Linked DNA regions of Mus musculus: regions 1 and 2 are each linked to region 3. Evidence: chromatin contacts called from public Hi-C and HiChIP or PLAC-seq data. All regions are on one chromosome and are shown on one strand. Each heading gives the region's core, a stretch centred on a gene start, on an enhancer-like site or on the middle of the called end of the contact. The rest is flanking DNA. Distances are from core to core; before and after follow the strand shown.

The links. Hi-C and Micro-C count contacts between places; a contact is called where the count stands out from the background. HiChIP or PLAC-seq counts read pairs in DNA pulled down with a chosen protein or histone mark.
Region 1: a FOXA1 HiChIP or PLAC-seq map of pancreatic cancer cells shows a contact between it and region 3. The contact joins the enhancer-like site here to the promoter of Pdk2 in region 3. A contact is called at or near these places in 2 of 39 promoter capture datasets (embryonic stem cells and liver), 2 of 484 Hi-C or Micro-C datasets (nephron progenitors and neural progenitor cells), 10 of 115 datasets of contacts at active chromatin or transcription factors (the NIH/3T3 cell line, bone marrow-derived macrophages, craniofacial prominence and 6 more) and 3 of 9 other capture datasets (adipose tissue, liver and pancreatic islet).
Region 2: a Hi-C map of embryonic fibroblasts shows a contact between it and region 3, with 2.4 times the contacts expected there. The contact joins the enhancer-like site here to the promoter of Pdk2 in region 3. A contact is called at or near these places in 6 of 39 promoter capture datasets (the 3T3-L1 cell line, embryonic stem cells, hippocampal neurons and 2 more), 1 of 15 datasets of contacts at CTCF or cohesin (embryonic stem cells), 11 of 484 Hi-C or Micro-C datasets (the G1E-ER4 cell line, the HL-1 cell line, cerebellum and 7 more), 2 of 115 datasets of contacts at active chromatin or transcription factors (the NIH/3T3 cell line and pancreatic cancer cells) and 2 of 9 other capture datasets (adipose tissue and pancreatic islet).

Annotation. Positions count from the first base shown.
Region 1 is chr11:95,209,672-95,212,371 of GRCm38.p6, reverse strand. All of the region lies in intron 1 of Gm11515 (a long non-coding RNA gene), which reads left to right. Among named protein-coding and RNA genes, the nearest start is that of Gm11515, 49 kb to the left of the region's middle. Within about 2 kb of position 1,446, at least 98 of the 459 cell types and tissues checked have an H3K27ac peak or open chromatin away from gene starts, as enhancers often do. A contact at or near this core is called in craniofacial prominence, liver, pancreatic cancer cells and 1 more, where this site is marked.
Region 2 is chr11:94,869,266-94,871,965 of GRCm38.p6, reverse strand. It overlaps A430060F13Rik. Among named protein-coding and RNA genes, the nearest start is that of Gm11544, 21 kb to the right of the region's middle. Within about 2 kb of position 1,420, at least 62 of the 459 cell types and tissues checked have an H3K27ac peak or open chromatin away from gene starts, as enhancers often do. A contact at or near this core is called in the NIH/3T3 cell line, embryonic fibroblasts, myocytes and 4 more, where this site is marked.
Region 3 is chr11:95,040,067-95,042,766 of GRCm38.p6, reverse strand. Pdk2 (pyruvate dehydrogenase kinase, isoenzyme 2) reads left to right here and starts at 1,396. Exons shown (of 11, transcript NM_133667.2): 1 at 1,396-1,628. The coding sequence starts at 1,511.

The DNA of each region.
Region 1 (2,700 bases), core at 197-2,696, 170 kb before region 3:
ACAAGCATATGCCACGCAGGCCTGGGTGAACAGCTCTTTTCTTGAGACTAGGAGTAAGTTCTGTCCACAGCATCTGGCTATCTGCTGGTCCTTCTGGGAAGCCTATTCTGAACTCCACTCCCCAGACAGTAAGATGAGGAGGAAGAGGAGGAGGAGGAAAGAGAGGAGGAAGAGGAGGAAGAAAATGAGGAAGAAGAGGACGAGGAGGAGGAGGTCACCTTGGCAGAATAGCAAAGGCAGAGAGATCTTCAGAAAAATGTAGACATTAAACCCAACTTCAGCCTTTGTTTATAGCGGCCTCCAGGGAAGAAAAATGGAGGGGAGGGGACTTAAACACGGTTTGAAAAGAGAACCTTGATCCTGCAGCCTCACCTGCCTCTCTCCACAGCTTCTCTGAAGTTTGTCTCTGCATGGACACAGGACCCTTAGACACTACCCGGAGAGATGGCGAGCTGGGCCTAGCTGGGCCTATCAGTGGAGCCAGACAGGAAGCAGGGTTTCAAAGAATCCATTTCTTCCAGTTTACTGTGGGTCTGAGGACACTCAAGTGTGAATCCAGAGCCTCAAGCAGGCTAGGTGGGTGCTCTACTGCTGAGACCAGAAGTTGTCAATCACAGATCTGGGACACTTGGCCCCCTTTTCTAGAGTGCTTCCATGGACGAGATGACCACAAGGGATTTTGGGCTCCCAGGAGAAGGCCTGGAAATCTGTAGGACCTGGTCCTGAGCCTGGAGCTGGACTTCCTAGAGCGCTCCATTGTAGAAGCTGTACTGCTCAGCCCCTCTGCATTCCTGATGTTCCTGGGGAGGCCCCTGGCCCCAGTGGTGAACTAAGGTATATCCTCCCAGGACACCTTGGATTCCAATGTGGAACCCAGTCTCACCCAGTTTCTCCTGGAGGAGAAGCCTTGGGAGGGGTACCCCCGCCTGTTTACACCCTGTTGAAGTTTGCTTCAAGCCTAAGGCAACTTCCTGTTTGCACCAACAGGTCCAGAAGAGATCAAAGGCCAGGGCTGGTGAGTTCAGGGGCCAGGAATTGAGGATGGCCATCCAGCCACGGTGTCATGGGAGGGTGGAAGCTTAGGAAGGACACTGGGAACAGCGCCCATCCCAGGGCCCTGGGCCTAGGCCTGGCTGGATTGATCTTGTGGCGACATCTCATTAGGAAGCCCTGAACTTCCGGCCATGCCTTGTCTCTCCTGGATCTGGGAGAGAGCACTGCCACCTTTTGAGCTCTGGCAGTGTCCTGGCTCTTCCAGACGTCCTGATCTCTCTCCTTTCACAGATCCCCTTCAGGCCCAGGGTTTCAGCAACAAGGGCACACACACACACACACACACACACACACACACACACACACACACACGCCCCAGCCCCAGTCCCCAACACACACACACTCCACCGTAGACCAGCCCCCTGCCCCTCCTCTGCGGCGGGCGTGGCCGTGGGGCTGTCACTCACTGGGAGGAATGCAGACGGCAGGGCTGCCCTGTGGTCACGTCTCCGCCCCACAGGCGAGGTAGGCGCCCAGGTACCCAGCCTGTGGGCCTTGGGAGCCCGCCAAGCTGCTGATGAAAGGCGCTGCCAGATTAACCCTTTCTTGCCCGCACCCCCTCACTGCCGCCGGCTGCTGGGTGGTCGCTGACCTGGAGGTGCACCAGGCATGGAGCCTGAATGGGCAGGCTAGGAGAGGCTTCAGCGTGCTGGAGTTGGGGAATCCCAGTGGCCGCAGATCCCCTTCCCACCCCACCTCCTCGATACCTCCACCCCGGTGCACACTTCTGCTCTGGGAACAGGCATCCCAGTAACAGAAGGACTCTCCATTAAGCACAGCTGAAGAGAACACAGGCAGAGTCCAGAAAGCTTTACATCCAGTTTCATTTTAAGAGCAGAGTCAGGTCAGCTGTTAGAGTATAGTAAACGCCAATGGGCTTTCAGTCCTGTGTCCCCCACCCCTATCCCTAGGGTAGGGAATGACAGCCTGGATTGGAGGCTGGGGCTGCCAGCTCTAGCAACCTCTATTCTGCCCCCAAGTGGAATCTCAGGCAGATACCTAGGCTGTACACTAAAAGGGAGAGAGATTCTAGTGTGGGGTGGGAGTGTTGGGTTCCTGCTATCCTGGCTCTGCCATCTTCCTGAGAAACAACCCCCTGGCCCCAGACCCCAGGCCAGTTTGGGGAACTCTGAGAGCTAGGTTTAGGCGCTGCTGTCTTTCTGTGTCCTGTCTTTGTCAGCATTTGCCACCTAAACTTTGGCAACTTGAGCATTTACTGAGTTGTGAACTCTGTGTGTGTGCTGGGTGTGTGTGTGTGTGTGTGTGTGTGTGTGTGTGTGTGTGCGCGCGTGTGTGTGTGTGTGTTGGAGTGAGAGTATTCTGGGGCCCTGGGGCGTTCTCCTGATTTCTGGGTCTGGGCGATGTGTCCCTCCTCGATGAGGAAGGCTAGACCTTTGATTTTGAGGTTCTCATCCCTAGCCTATGTCCTGAAGCCTGGTCTTATTGGACAAGTTGCTAGACCCAGCACACTGCCAGGAGGAGCCATGCTCACGGTCCACACCCCATCCAAAAGCCTCCTCTCTTATTGTTCTGTTTAGAGTTCTAAGCATCCAGGGGCCAAGGGGAGAAGCATTTTGTTCTGACTTGTGCACTGGAGTATGTGGTGGGCAGGTGAAGAGAGCAAAGCTCTTGGGGCTAAACCTGCTG
Region 2 (2,700 bases), core at 171-2,670, 170 kb after region 3:
CTATCTTGTTCCACAGACTGGCAGCTCTGACTTGGGGTCAACTCCAAAACTCACGTAGTCCACCCCCCACCCTGTGTCTATCATTCAGGAAGAAGGGCTAGTGGGCTTCCATAGTCAAATGAATGTTGTTGGGAAGGAGACTAAGACCCTGGCCCCACTGGCAGGACCGGGCTGGCCCCTCTACCCATCCTAGAAGGTGGGTCAGCAGTTGTTCCCCCAAACACCCTTAGAATATCTCAATTTCTGGGGTGTTACTTTACTAAGAGAAGGGTTCATAAGCTTCAACGTGCTGTTGGGGGACAAGAAGCAGAAGTAGACACCTCCAAACACATAGCAAGTAGGGTCAATCTGGAACCCCATCACTAACCAAGGGCCACTCAACAAAGACTTTGGAAACAAATTTCCCCTAGGAGAAACTCATTCCTGACCCTGGAGGCTCCAACCAGCTTCCTCTCTGACAACACAGCCTCTGTTTACTTGGAACAAAGCACCATGGGAAATGAAGACTGAAACAGATTTGGCTGGTTCCCTGCAGCCTACTGGGAACAAAGAGGACTGGGTCCACACATCTTCAAGAGAGAAGGGAGAGGCCCATAGAGACAACAGGGAGGACGCTGGAGGGTTACTTTTACAAGACCAAAGTCTAAGAGGGCTTTCTGGAGGTGGTGGTGAGAAGGAGTTTATTGAATTTGAGAGAGGTGGGAAGCAACTCAGGCTGAAACCAGGAGAGAATTGGCGAGAGAGGGGTGAAGATTCTAGACTATGATGGCAGGGCAGCGAGAGGATGTTGGATGAGGGACTGTTTTGGGGACGGGGCCTTATGAAAGTGGCAGAAGGAGCCTCTGAAGGCTGGAGAGCAAAAGAGAAACATATTCCATCAGGGTCAGCAGGGCACCCAGGCTAAAGATCTTATGGAAAATGGCTGTGACATCCCCAATGAGCAAGGCTGCATTACACAGGGGAGGTGACAGCAATGACATTCTCCGGTCTCTGAGAGAGTTCTCCAGAGATCCGTAAAGGACAATGGGAAAGGAGTAAACTAGAAAGAGCAGAAATCTCTCAGATGAGATGTGATACAAATGCCTTTAAGCTCAGAGTTCCAGAGGCAGGGTTAATCAGTTCTCCATGAGTTCAAGGCTAGCCTTGTCTACATAGTGAGTTCCAGGACAGCCAGGACTCTGTAGAGAGACCCTGTCAAAAGAGAGAGGGGGGAAGGGAGGAAAGAAGGGAAAAGGGAGAGGGAGAGAAGGAGAGAGGGAGGGAGGGAGAAAGGAGGAGAGGGAGAGGGAGATCTCAGGGCCCTGTCCCAGTGTCACCTCCCACCATGTGTGGGAGGGGTCAGTACCAGTAATCCTCCCAGACAGGTCACTGTCCTACCTCTTCTAATTTGACCTTAGCTGGGGTGCAGAACACGTTCTGGACAGCAGAGGGGGCTGCTGAGCCCTTCAGGGACAACAGTGCTTATTCCTTGAAGCCTATATAGAGGGACAGAGAGAGAGCAGCTTTGGAAAGAGGCAAGTCCCTTCACTCCTGGGTACTTCATTCTGCCACAAACAAAATCAGCTCATGTTTATTTGCTATTGCTGTATGCCAGACACTGGAGAACTGGAGTTGGGGAGAGAGACCTTGCCTATGCCTGCCCAGCTGACCCTGGGGAGGCAGAAGTGAACTATTTTCGGTTTTGTATAAGATCGCTCGGTATACGAAGCAATTCATGTCATCCTTCAGAGTCTGTGTGTGTCATTTCATTTGTCTCTGACTCATCGGTCTTCCTTTTGCATCCGTCTCTTTTGCAGAGAGTTAGAGACTGCATGGCTTATGGTCACACAGCCCACCAGCCAGAAGTGGCATATTTGCTAAAATGACTCAATGCTGCCCCTATAGGCAGAACCGAACTAAAGCCAAGTATGCACCCTCCTTAGAAGAGGCCACAGCCCAGTGCTATTAGTTGTCATAGATACAGAGTAGTATTAGTAGAATGTGGAGAAGCAAGGGATGGTAGGATAAAATGCAGAGGGATGAAACAGAACACAGCCCAGCTCTTCCCCCCAGGATCTGCTAGGCAGGTATAGGCAAGGTCTCCCTCCTCCCAACCCCAGCTGGTTGTTCCTCCCAAAGAGCTGCAGCCTGCCTGGCTGAGATGTAGTCACTTGGGCTATGTGTGGGGTCTCAGAACCTACATGGTCATAACTGTGACTCAGCCCTAATGTCCTCTGTGAGTTGGCCTTCCTGGCCTCTGGACTCCAGCTGCCTTCTCTGAGAAGGCGTGGGTGACCAGCTGACCTCCAGGCCCTTAAAGCCAGACCCTATGAGGGACCACAGACAATGAACTCCTTCTTCAGCAAAGAAAAGTAGATGTGCAGAAAGCATGGGGACTTTGTCACTCTTAGGAGACCCAGGCTGGAATTTGGTGTGGAATCTGGAGCGCTACAAAGACTTCAGAAGTTCTCTGGGTCTTCTTGCCTCTGCTTCCCAGCATGCAAGAGGATATCCATGCATGCATGCACATGCCACCCTCTCATGGCTGGCTCACTGGGTGGGATGGGGGTGCAGTCCTAGAGTGGGCCCCCTTTCTCTCTGAACAACGGCAGGTCCTCTACACGGCAGTGCTGACACACACCTTTGATCACAGCACTCGGAGGCAGAGGCAGGTGGATCTCTGATCTCATGGCCAACCAGGCTTCAAGTTCTAGGACAGCC
Region 3 (2,700 bases), core at 147-2,646:
TTGTGTTGGCTACAGTTAAACTGTTATAACTTGCAGTGTGTGTGTGTGTGGGGTGGGGGGGTTGAGGATCAAACCCATAGTCTTGCATATTCTAGGAAAACACTCTATTACTGAGTTACTACCAGCTCAAACCCACCTTCTCTACCTTTTGGAGAAAAGATCTTACTAAATTACCCAGGCTGGACTTAAACTCACACTGCCTCAGGTGGGCCTTGGACAGATCTCCTCCTGCCTCAGCCTCCAAGAGGAGCACCAGGACTTCCTAAAGGCCAAACCTCAATCCTGTCTGTGCTTCACAGGGCCATAGTAAAGGCCGGGAAACCACTGGATAATCAATAGTAATGAACCTAGGAAGGCCCAGAGAGTGGGGCACATACCAAGTTTTACCAAAAGAGGGCGCATGACATTTCTCAGGGAAGAGGCAGGGAACTGCTAGGAAGACTGGGCTGGGCTCCCAAGCCGCTAACCACTAAGATGCCTTAGCTCCTGGGGACTCGCAATAAGGAAGCCAGCGGCACAGACAGTTGCTCGTCTCGGGTTAGGTGCACAGAAGGTTACCTTCTTAGGTGGTTGTGCAAGACGCGCAAGGTTTTATGCTCAGTCAAATGAGCGAGGTAATAATAAAATGGAACTTAACTAAAATTAGCACTGACCATAGCTCCTGCTCCCGCCTCTGCCAGTCCTAAGGGGGTTTGGCTCTGGCTGTTTTTGTTGTTGTTTTCCAAGTACCAGAGATCAATACAGGGCTTCATGCATACTGAGCAAGTGCCATGCCTTCTGAGCTACATTCCCACCCTGATATCGGATCTTTTTCGAAAGAGAGAGAGAGAGAGAGAGAGAGACCTTTTCTTGGGCTTTTTGGATATTTATGGAAGTCAGCGGGTTGCACGCATATAGGATAGCTTAGTATAAGCTCGCATACTGGTTTCGGATTTTGCAAGTGTTCATTCTGGGTCCATCATAGGAGTGAGAAACCACTGTGAGCCCCTATAGCAGAGCAGGTAAGCAGGTTGTCAGGTCAAACAGGTGCCTTTAGGAAAGGGACAGGGCAGGGAAGGGAGGTTTTAAAGAAGGAGACAGGGGAAAGAACCAGGGAAAGTAGAACGTCAAACGAAGGGTTAGCGGGACTCTGGGGAAGAAAGGGTTAACTCGGGGCTGGCCCCCAAGAAGTGTAGTTGGCGACAGGAGGCGGGACTTGAGCACAGCCCAGGAAAACAACAGGCCGTCTCCAGCACCTTCACGGTTAAGGAGGTGGGCCTCGAGGAGAGCCACGTGTCGAAGCGCAAGGCTATTGGTTCTCCCAGAGTTGTTTGTGCGCGCCCATTGGCGACGTCGGGGCGCCGGGACAAGCCGATTGGCTAGGCGTTGGAGGCATCGCCAGGGCAAGGGTAGGGAGGAGGCGGCCGAAGCCCGTCTCCCGGCTAAGCTGGGCCGAGCTGACGGCCGGTGCCAGCGCCTCCAGCCCCGGGACAGCAGCGAGATCCAAGCCCGAGCCGCAGGCGCCGTCGCCATGCGCTGGGTCCGGGCGCTGTTGAAGAATGCGTCCCTGGCAGGGGCACCCAAGTACATCGAGCACTTCAGCAAGTTCTCCCCGTCCCCGTTGTCCATGAAGCAGTTTCTAGACTTCGGTACGGAGTCGGCGTAGGCGGGCACCGGGGGCTGTGGGCGCGGGGAAGGAGACCCTGGCAATGAGAGGTTAACATCGGAGGAAGAGGTCCTGGGTGGTAGGAGGGTTGGCTTGGAAGAGTATGGACAGGAATGGGTAAACGGCGAGGCCAACCTGGCTGCCCACAAAGAGTTAAGAGTGCCCCCTTCACAGTTAACTAAGAATGGGGGCGCGGAGAAAGCGTTGCGAGGGATCGTGGAGAGTAAGAGACAGTGAGGGCATAGGACCCTATCCAGACATGATAGAGTTAGTGGGAGATCCCGGCCACTGAGAGTGGGCAGCCAAGAGTAAACAGGAGACGTGCTGTTGGAGTGCTAAGGAGATTCAGCCATCTGGAAGACCTGTGCTGTGCACGAAGGGCGGGGTACTTCTGAACAGAGCAAGGGAGAAAAGCCAGGGCAGGTGGGAAGGGGGCCCCTTGAAGTAGGAGGTGCTAACAGGGGAACTCCCCTGACTGGTGAGCCTCCACCCACTGCAGCTGCCCACTGGGCAAGGACACTTGAAGATCAAATCTGTTCTGACCTGGCAGCGGTTCCTAGCTGGGCAGAGCCCAACTTACCATGAGGTAGTCAGGTGGCTTTCACCCTCCTATGGCTACCCCTGGGTTTCTGAAGATCACCCACTCGGTGTTCTGAGGGTGGAGGTGGCTTTGGGGCAGGAGAAAGCTTTGCGGAGTGGAGGATGGAGACGTTGTGTGGCCCCCATCTGTCTGCAAGGTATTCCCTGGTGCCAGCTGGTGTAGGGAGTGGACCCAGGTCTCTCAAGAGTTGGCTGTGTCACAGGCAGGAGGACAGGAAGATGGCCGACAGGACTTGGGCACCTGTTTTCCAGGATATGCCTTGTTACTCCCTGTTCAGTTGGAGTTGTGAGCTTTGCTTGTGTAGGAAATCCTCCAGGGCCCACTCCAAGTCCCCGCCAAATGAATGCCACAGCTAGAAGGGACTTGGCCGTAGTTCGGTCCACCTATCTGGGGAAAACTGCTGATGATATACAGTAAGTTACAGAAGCATCGCCTGCTGTTGATCCTAGGTCTC